Linked DNA regions of Manis pentadactyla: region 1 is linked to region 2. Evidence: chromatin contacts called from public Hi-C data. All regions are on one chromosome and are shown on one strand. Each heading gives the region's core, a stretch centred on a gene start, on an enhancer-like site or on the middle of the called end of the contact. The rest is flanking DNA. Distances are from core to core; before and after follow the strand shown. Region 1 holds the start of CAMK4 (calcium/calmodulin dependent protein kinase IV). Region 2 holds the start of STARD4 (StAR related lipid transfer domain containing 4).

Region 1 (5,247 bases), core at 2,562-5,061, 240 kb before region 2:
AATGCTCTTTGCAGTTCTCTACATGCTGAGCAGAAACCAGAAGTCTTAATTATTTTTCTTTTTTTCTTGGTCTTCTTATTGCTTTGCAAGAAATCTTTATATATTCTAGATACATATTCTTTATCAAATATTTGTATTGAGAATATTTACTCCCAGATTGTGGCTTGTGTTTTATACTTTCTTAATCATGCCTCTTGCTGTATAGAAGTCTTAGTTTGATAAATTCCAGTTTTTATTTTTTGTTTTATGTTAGAACTTGCTATGTCTTAAGATATTTTTATCTACTGTGAATTCCTGAAGATATTCTTCAATGTTGTCTTTTAGAAGTGCTACTATAGTTTTAGCTAATACGTATAGGATTATGATCCATCTTAAATTAATTTTTGTTTGTGGTTCAAGGAAAAGATTGAGGTTCATTTTTCCCTATGTATTTATCCAATTGTTCTAGTACCATTTATTAAAAAGTCTTTCTTTTGCCTATTAAATTGCATTGACACCTTTTTAACCACATTCATATTGTTCTATTTCTGAACTCCCTATTCTGTTCCATTGACATATTCTTTCTGTCCTAATACCAGTATCACACTGCCTTCATTTCTCTAAGTTTTCCTTTCTATAGCTCTATTGTAGGCTTGAAATCAGATGGAGTGACTCCCTACAACTTTATTCTTTTTCAGCCTTGTTTTTGTATTTCAGATATTTAGTATTCCCTCACATTTTAGAATAAACTTTTCAGTTTCTACAAAGATTACTAGAGTTAGCATATATATCAACTAGGGGAAAAATGACATGTCAATAACATTGAGTCTTCCAATCAATGAACATGGTATATATTTCCATTTATTTGGAGCTTATTCCATTTCTCTTACCAATATTTGGTAGTTTTTGCTGTAGAAAGTTTGAACATATTCCATTGAATTGATTCCAAAGTATTTTATACTTTTGTATTTTATTGTAAGTAGAATATTTTTATTGCATTTCCAATTGTTTCCTGCTAGTATGTGGAGGTACAATTGATTATTTTATTTTGGCCTTGTGCCCTATGATCTTGCCAAATTCACTTATTAATTTTAGGAGTCTAAGTCGAATACTAGGATTATCTATGTAAATATAAAGTCATTTATAAATGGCAACAGTTTAACTTCTTCCTTTTCAATATTGGACTTTTAGTTTTACCTATGTTAAAGAATTGCCTGTGCTGCTATTACAGCTTTTAATGAGCTTTGTTGAAATATAATTTGTACACAATAAAATTAACCAATTTTAAAAGTGTAACTAGAGAGTTTTGACAAATGCATAAAACCATGTAACCACCATCAAAATAATAATATGAAACTTTCAGTCACACCCAAAATCTCCTCAAACCCATTCTCAGTCAATCCTTTATCCTACCTTGGCTCCTGAGAACCACTGATATGCATTCTACCAATTTTGCCTTTCCTGAATATTATGTAGAGGGAATTATATGTAGTATTTTGTATATTTTACCTCTCTATATATTATAAATCACAAAATTCAATGTTATAGTTTTTAATTTAAATCATAGTTGTATTTTAAAGGAAAGAGGAATAAGAAATATAGTCTTTTCTATTTACACATATATCCCACTTCTGCTGTCTTCATGCCTTTCTGTATATCTGAATTTTCATCTGAGTGATCATCCATTTGTCCATCTGATCCTAGATTCTAAGATCTAGCTGATATTATTTCTCCCTTTCTTATTGTTGATATATGTCTTTTTTCCTTTTCTGGTCATTTTAGATGATATTTCACAATGAATAAAAATAAATTGCATGGATTCAATTCCAATCTCATCTGTTTTGAAAATAACTTATTTATTTTCATCTTGTTTTTAAATAAAAAATAAACCTCATTCAGTAAACCTAATACCCTCTTTATCAATTTCAGTTAATAGTACTTTTAGAAAAGTCAGTTATGAAAAGCATAGGTGCCAGATGACTAAAATAATGTTGAATGTAAATATTATTTCTACAATCACCTCTGTACCATGAAATGGTGTTCCTCTAACTATTGTTCCCTAAAATGGCAGGAGAAAAAAGGCTTACCATCTTTTTCAGTGTAATATGCTTGCTTTGGACTTATGTTGTAAAAGAATTGCTCACAACAGACAAGTATCTACATGCAGTACTGCCACTCTAGGACTTGCCTCAAAGAGGTGTGAATAAAAATGGCCTAATAACTACTTCATGCTCATCCCTACGTAGTGGGAACCAGAACTTACTTTGGAGAGTTAGCTTGCTGTGCTTAAGAACTTGATTTTCTAACATGAAAATGAGCGAATTTGTTCTCTGAAAAATAGCAAGTCATGTAAGCATTTTCTATCTTTCAGCAAATAATTCAGTATTTTTAACTGAATTTGTATGAATATATATATATTTGCTCTTTTTAAGGCCACTTACAAATTGAGCATGTACTAATCTTCATAATATTACCTGTGAAAAATAATTTTTGTATTTATTTTTTCACTTCCAAGCAGCTAAGGATGACATTCCTAACACTAATTGATTAGATTTTGGGTTTTTTTTTCATAGTTCACCAATATTGCATAGAAGCTCTTAAGACTAGGAAATAAATCAATAAATTAGAGGAGAATATTGACCATATTTACTGGTGTTATCAGGAATGAGACACACTGAGAAGAGTTTAGTGCATGTTGGAGTTACTCAGGGAAATAAAAAGATTAAAAGTAGTATCTGTGAAATAAGATTAAATAGAGGACTTAGAATTATTTAGCCAGAAATGTAATAACCGTAATGTAATAACTGTCTTTATATTTAAAGATTATTACAGAATATAGTGACTAATGCTTGTTCTTCATCTCTGCTGATATTTGAAAAGAAAAAAGTTTGAGGGTACAAGTATAGACAGACAATATACACTTAAGCAGTGCTTAAAAGAATAGCCTGAAGGTTGGTGACAGACATCAGGATGCTTGTGATGAGGCACATTTCTTGGGAGGAGGAAAGAGCTTTAAATGTGGCAATTTTCTCTGACATGAGTGGTGACAGGTCCTGGTTTAAGTCATCCACAAGGACCCTCCCAGACCTGCAATTCTCTAGGTCACTTCTGCGGGTGACTTCTGTTGCTACCCTTCAGAGCTGGGAGTGAACTAGGCACAGCAAACACCTGCCCTTTCCGGAACTCCAACAGTGTCAAAGCAGACAATGCCAGCAGCAGAGGACAGCACCTATTCCATCTGAAGCCTTCACTCAAAGGTAAGTCAGGTCAGCGTCCACCCTGGCGCTTCCCTTTCCTGCGGCGTTCACTGAGTCCCAGCACAGGAGCCTTGGGGATTGGCGACCACAGGACACCCTCCCCTGCCACCAGTATAAGCTTTGACAGAAGAACGAACAACGGGTGGCTGGTTCCAAGACGCCTAAGGAGGGATGAGTTGCGCCAACAGCCAGGTTCTTCTCTCACCATCCTGCTTGGTCCCTTGGCCCGTGTGCTCCCAGAGCGCGCCGGGAGCCCGCCACTGCCGGAGAAGGGCGTCCCACCGCGCGCCGTCCCTTCCAGGCTCCGGCTCCCGCGGGAAGGCGCGTGGGACGATGCTCTGGTCCCCGTGCCTTCCCCGAGCTCCAGCCTCCGGAGCCGCCCTAGCCGGCTCCGCCGCAGCCACCGCCTGGGAGGGAGACCGGGAGAAAGGGAGGGGGCGCTGGGAAGGCTCGGCGGAGGGAGGAGGGGAGGTGGGGAGGGAAGAAGCGCAGTGGGAGGGAGTCTCTTTCCTTCGCAGCGCCTCCGCCTCTCCTCACCCCGGCGGCTGAGATTCCGGTGCTCCCTCCCACAGCCTCCCAGCCCCGCGGCCCCTTCTCCGCGCCCCTCCGCGGGCGAGCGCGCAAGGAGGGAGCCGCAGCCGGAGGGCGGCGGCGGGCGCGGCGGCGGCGGCCACGGTGGGCGTGCGCGCGGGTGTGAAGGACGCCGCCGCTCGCTCCTGCGTTCGCAGGCGGCGGCTGGCGGCCGGGCTCCTCGCTCCGGCAGCGGCGGCGGCAGCGGCGGCGGCTTCCGGGGTCCCGCCGCGAAGATGCTCAAAGTCACGGCGCCCTCGTGCTCCGCCTCGTCCTGCTCTTCGGGCACCGCCACTGTGGCCCCGGGGGCCGGGAACCTCGTCCCGGATTACTGGATCGACGGCTCCAACAGGGATGCCTTGAACGATTTCTTCGAAGTGGAGTCGGAGCTGGGACGGTAAGGCGGGGGGCGTTGGCCGGGGCGCACGGGGTGCTCTGGACCTGGTGACGCCGGCGCCCTGCGCGCGGGCTCGGACTCCCGGGGCAAGCCTTAGGCGGTACGGCGGGCTGCCCCTCTCGCGGGGACAGCTCCCGAGAGGCGGGCGGCGGTCTCTGGCCCCAGGACATCCCCAGCCTGGTGTCCGGGAGAGAGCTAAGCACTATTCAAGTGAGAGCGGGGTCTCCGCGGAGCGCCCAGGCCGGGCCGCTGCTCCGGTGCGCTCCCTCCTGCTCGCCGGCTGCCGCTTTCCTTGGGTGCAGCGCCCACCGCACGTGGGCCCTGCTTCCCAGTTGGTGTCTTTGCTCACGCTTATAGCTTGCCAGAGGTTCCTGTCTAGTTTTGGGGGGTCGGGGTAGAGGGTGCCTCTCCAAATCATGACAGAATTATTAAATTAGATTCTTCCTCCTTCCCCTCACCATGCTCTCCAGAGCAAGTGGCACTAGAAATCAAACTTAAATACTAGCTTCCCTGCAGAGTCTGCACAGGATGAAGTGGGTGAGGGAGTGGGGATGAATCATTTAAGAGAGATAAAGGCAGAATAATGAACTAGTGTGGCTTTAAGAAAACAGCACATGGGGTCCAGGCAGTGGTAATTAGAAGCTGCTCTTTAATGCTGGAGTGATTTATTTAAATTATCTATGCAAAAAGCCATTACAGGTGGCAGAAATGTCCCTCATCCCTCCTCTGAAGAGTCAGACAGGTAGTGGTTTTGCCATGTGGGTAATGTCATAGGTTCTCAGCTTTTCATCCATTGAAAATTATGTTTTCTTTCCCTTCCTTTCCATTTCCTTTTTTCGTTTCTGTTACCCAGTGGTAAGGGGACTTCTTTCCAAAAAATTTTGAACTAGGACCGTTATGACAGGGGATCTGAAAATGTAATTTCAACTGCCAACAAATTGACTCTTCTGTACTTAATACTTATTTGCTATTTCATTTTCCATTCTTTTTCTTTTTTGCTGGAAAGAGTTTAGCTAACAGCCAATTTCTTTTTTATGCCTCTGG
Region 2 (5,332 bases), core at 32-2,531:
TGTTCAACCTTACATTACCTGATTGATACGTTTCACTTATGTGAACAGCTCCAATTTAACATGCCATAGATTTTCCCCAAGATGTGCAAACCAAGTCCTTATAAATTATATTTTCTACCTAACATAAAAATTTCAGCATATGCTTGATGCCCAATGAATCTTGAATTGGTAATTTAGCTTTTCCAACTCAGGTACAGTGGTTTTTTGTTGTTGAGACTGGCTGTAGCAGGAACCCAACAGGGAAACCTACTTCTGCAAATGTGATTAACGCTGCTGTTTTCAGTGCTCACTGGCTTTACTGTGAGTACAGTGTTGAGACTTTTTACAACACAACACAATAATAAATTCTAATGATATCATAGCGTTAAGTCTGGGTCCAGGTTAATGTTCAAGAGCCTAATCTTTTATTTAAAATAATAACAACACCTAACATTTATTGATCATTTACTATGGGATCAGTCTTTCTGGCCATTTTAAATTGTATTCTTTCATTTAATCCGCATAAACAATCTTAAAAGCCGATCCTATTATCCCTACTTTACGTAAAGTTGAAACAGAAACAGGGAAATTAAGTCACTTATCGAGACTACACAGCTGATAAGTGATGGGACCAGAATTCCAATCGAAGGCTTCTGCCTACGGAGCCTAAAGGCCTGTTCTGTAAAACGCTGGAAGTTGATCAGTGGCTGGATGAGAATTTACATAAAACGTGTGACATCATACATGAATGTGTCATATTCTGTCTTGGTTCCTGATCCCAAAATAGCTCAGGTAATTTTTCTCAGTTACCTCAATGGACCTTCACCACGCCTCAAAAGCGAGGTTAGTACCGCCCCTTCCCCATTCAACAGATAAAAAACGGAAGCCTAAGCCGCGTTCGAGACCTTAGGATGGCGAGCAGTGTAGGGAGGCTCGGTGCGAGCCCTGGGATCGGTCCGGCGCGGCCCCGGGCCTCAGTGTCTTGCACCTGTGAGGTCCACACCCTCCGGACGCCGGGGTCCGCCTTCCCGAACTTGCCCCGAGACCTCCCGCACCCCACTCCCGGATCGGCTCTGGGAAAACGCCCCGGACGCCGCCGCCGCCCTCCCTCCAGCCGCCTCGCTTCGCCGCGACTCCGGGCCTCTACCTTAGGCTACCTGAGACGCACCGAGCAGCCTGCGGAGCTCGGGTCCGCCGGGAGCCACAGACTGACCGCTCTCCGCGACACTGCCGTGTTGGAGCGCTCAGTTTCTCTGCCTGCGGCGGGCGGCAGCAACCAATCAGCGTCAAGCCACTGGGGATCGCAGCCAATTGGAAGACATCAAGCTCTTAGGGAAGGCGGGCCGAACCTTCCTGGCGTGTCTGGGGAACCCACCCGAGTGTCTCGGAAAGCAAGCAGCAGAAGTTGGCCCGAGCAGTGTGTGTTTGCTTGGATTGGCTGGCGCGGCGGCGTGTGGAGCGCTGATTGGTCGACGGGAAATGGACTGATTCCACGTGAGAGTGGGCTGCCGTAGCCGGCCAGGTTCCCGGTATTTGTGGGGTTGCGGGTGGGTTTGGCTCCGCGCGGGATATCGCCGTAGCCAATTCATGATGAAAGGGTTTTGCAAGGCAGTAAATCCAACTGGGAGAAACACGGACACATCAAGGAAGTGAGGGATAACAGTGAGCAGTAAGGGTGGTCTAAATTGTCCACTGCTGTGAAGACCTAGTATCCCGCAGCTGCATTGCAGGTCCCAGGACCTAAAGCCAAAATGCGCCCATGCGGAGGATGACGGGGCCTTCAACCTTCCTCCTCCCCTGACTTAAAAGTTAGAGCGTTATATGAGAACACATATTTACAAAGTTATTGCCACAGTGTGAACTGATCTTTCTCCTAGCGTTTTTCCTCTGAGGACTACCTTGAAAACAAAGAAAAGGGGTGTGGCCGTTGGTTTTCTAGCTTAGTAAAGTGTTCTGATGTTTAAGTAACTTTTCTTCCAGTGGCTGTGAAGTCCCCCATCTGATAGGATGTTGACAAATTGGAATACTAAAAATCAAGTGTTTACAAACTCTATTTATTAGGGTGTGTAGTTTGTAAAACTAAGAGTAAGAAGGAATGCAGCGCTACACCATTAGTCATTTTTGCAATGAGAAAAATATTTGATAAAATTTTTAATTAACGTCACTAAAAGAATCACCAAACACCATTTGCTAGTTATTTGGGGCAAAATTTTAAAATCCTACCTCATTGTCTATACATAAAAGGAAGAGTTTTTTGTTTGGTGATTACTTTTCCATTACATCTCACAGGTAATCATCTATAAAACACACCTACGTCGGAGGAGTGGCTAAGTGGATTCTATGAGATATAATGTAAAACTTTATACAAAGCACTTTTTCACAACCATCTCAAATTTTATCTATCTATCTATCTATCTATCTATCTATCTATCTATCTATCTGCAAACAAGGGTGACAGTAATAAATGAATTTTAGCCCCAGGCATAGATCTTAAAGCAGATTACCATTACTGAGTAGCTGAACTGGAATTTGATAGAGGTCTGGGACTTAAAAACTGGGGCTCTTAACTCCAACAAAACTTGTGTTTCTCAGCTGTCAGGCCCCTGTGCACAGCAGTGGAGACCAGAAATGGAAGACCTAATCCTTGCCCAGATTTGCATGGTTTAATGGTGCAGAGGAACAAGTCCTCAGAACCATTTCAGAGAAGTAGAGAATTCCTGTCTGTCCTTATTAGGTTTCAGGTTTCAGTATATTCTTCAGCAGCTCTGCATATTCTCTCACAGAACCTGCTAAAGCATGCTTAAAACAAAATTAATTTGGCTTTTTTTCTTTTTGGAAGGGATGCTACATAAGCTCATTACATCACACTCATACCCAGTAAGGAGGTTTTTGTTTCTTTGCCTTTGTTCTTTATCTGTTGCCATGTTTCTCTTGATTAGAAAGAAGTTGGGGTGATTAAAACCACCCTATGTCTATCAAAGTGAAATGCTACTAAAAAAAAAAAATAAGTGCCAATTCAGAAAAAAGAAAATATCATCTGGAGCTATTATTTAGAGTTTACTATGGACCAAGCACAGTGCTAGCATTTTACATGTGTTAACTCATTTAATCCTTTTAGTACCCATAAGGTACGCACTGTTATTGTACTCATGAGGGAACTGTAGTATATAGGGCCACAAACAAGTCCCCCCTCCAAGAAGTTTGAAAATGAAAATAAACTTTCTATCTAGAGTTCAAGAATAAAGGAGACATATAATGTATTTTACCATCTATACAGAAAGTCAGCCTAAAGAGACAAAAACACATTCCCTCCCATGCCCTGCCTATAATCAAACTGAATGTATTAATATACATAAAGAATTTCCAAGAAGAAAAACAGAAAAAAAATCCAAAACACAAAAATAATGTATCCACAACTTCTAACCAGGAGACAATAAATCTATAAATAAAAAACAAAATTAAAATGCACATACACAAATACCTCCAACTAATTGAAAATTTAAAAGAAGATTCGATTTCCCAAACTCTTAGATCAAAAAGAAAATCAAATATGACATACTGAAGAACATTAAAAAATATTTAAAGTATTAATATGAATAAATGTTAACATGAATAAAAATAAAATCCCTCTATCAAAACCAGGGAATACAACAAATTCTATACTTAGAGAATTTGACTCAGGAAAACTCAGCCTTAATTCAATTCAACAAATATTTATTACGTGCATAGGAAACCTACTGAAGCTAGGGCAGTTTATAAGTGACCCTCAGCCAATTCTAGAGCTGGATTTAATTCTGAACATTTTATTTATATAGTACAATAGATTTCTTTTCTTTTCTATTCTTTTCCTTTCCTCTCCTCTCCTCTTCTCTTCTTTTTCTTCTTAGGTCAATTTGGGTTGACTTTCACTTAGGATGAAAGAGCCTCTAGGGGACAGAGGGCCCCCTTGCCCTTGCAACACTTTATGCCTGTTTCATCCAGCAATGGCCAGGAGCCAGGTTTGAAATAGGGAGGAGGTGGAGTCTTGGGAGGAACCTTCTGGTGGCAGTTATACAGGGAGGAGGGACCTGAAAATTTTCACCTATGGCTGTAGGGAAACAAAGGGTAGTTCCTGCCTTCCTGGGCAGCTCCTGCACTGGCTGGAGCAACTGTTGTGGTGTAAGCCATTTATACATATGTCAGGAGGATACAAATATGAGAATTATCTATTTCCTTTGTTGTTACAAGTACTCAAATATCCAATGTTGTGTTTAATCCAGTTTCCTTAAGACCAAGTTGTTTTTTCTACATTCAGATTCCGTTTTTCTACATTCAAGTTCTTCCGTATCCTTTCTATAAGCCTTCTTCCCATCTTTCAAATAGGTTTCTGTCCCTTGTAATTAATCCCAGACTCTCACAGAAGGACAACGCTTGTCCCATCCTCTCAATGGGATTTTTTACACGCCTGAACAAATGAACTAGTATCGATTCTGGTGTTAACTACATGCTCTTGTCAAGGAAAAGTGGCAGAAGACTGGACAAATTACTAAACATAACTGACCCTTAGTTTCCTCGCCTGTAATATGTGATTAAGAATATCTTCTTTTAGGGCTTTTATAAATGTTCGTGAGGGGGCTGCAGAGGCTGGCATGTTTTTTGGCACTGTGTGGACACACATGGAAAATGGTAGCAGGATCTGGGAGATACATGGGGGGTGAGAGCATGAGCAGAGGTCCCCCAAATCTCCTGTGCATCTGTATCGCAGGAGGCATATTAAAAGTACCGATTTCAAACCCTATCCTGAAACTACTCAATCAGTATCTAGGGGCATGATTTCTAACAACCCCTGCCGGATGATGTCACAGGGCTAATCTAAGACCAGTCTGACTAATGTTTAAGAACAACCAGAAAAGAAGAGGACACTGAAAAGTGGAAGTTTAAGTACATTAAAATTCAGAATATTAAAAAAAAAAAAAAAAAAGAGGAAGCAAGGCTCGTCTTAGAAGAGAAAACAGGTTAGAGCAACAGGTAGCTGCTAAGAATCAGTGGGCAAAGTACTGAACTGTCCATGGTTTTCATTTGTTACTTACTTTTTATGCTTTATTCTTTTGTGCTGTCTGCTGTATTGTTTAAAGCTTATGTTCACATGTTTTTTCAAAAAAATAACTGCACTTTTAAGAAAATTTAGGGCAACTGAATAGTAAAACAAACTTCACCAAAGTATAAAAAATATTCGTGTTGGGAAACCATAAGTAAAACAAATGAAAACAAGCAAACAAAACTCATTTAACCTGTGGTTCATACATAAAATATTCAGATGAGAATGAAGGCCAGTTAAAGTATTATAATCACTGTAAAGTATATAAATAGCAGG

Evidence for each region. A called contact is a pair of places that touch in the nucleus more often than the background predicts.
Region 1: a Hi-C map of blood shows a contact between it and region 2, with 4 times the contacts expected there. The contact joins the promoter of CAMK4 here to the promoter of STARD4 in region 2. A contact is called at or near these places in 3 of 3 Hi-C or Micro-C datasets (blood, fibroblasts and skin fibroblasts).

Annotation. Positions count from the first base shown.
Region 1 is chr2:51,918,099-51,923,345 of mManPen7.hap1, reverse strand. CAMK4 (calcium/calmodulin dependent protein kinase IV) reads left to right here and starts at 3,811. Exons shown (of 10, transcript XM_057492709.1): 1 at 3,811-4,203. The coding sequence starts at 4,043.
Region 2 is chr2:51,677,173-51,682,504 of mManPen7.hap1, reverse strand. It overlaps STARD4 (StAR related lipid transfer domain containing 4), which reads right to left and starts at 1,281. Exons shown (of 6, transcript XM_036886819.2): 1 at 1,137-1,281. LOC118913115 (a long non-coding RNA gene) reads left to right here and starts at 1,340. Exons shown (of 5, transcript XR_008993959.1): 1 at 1,340-1,473.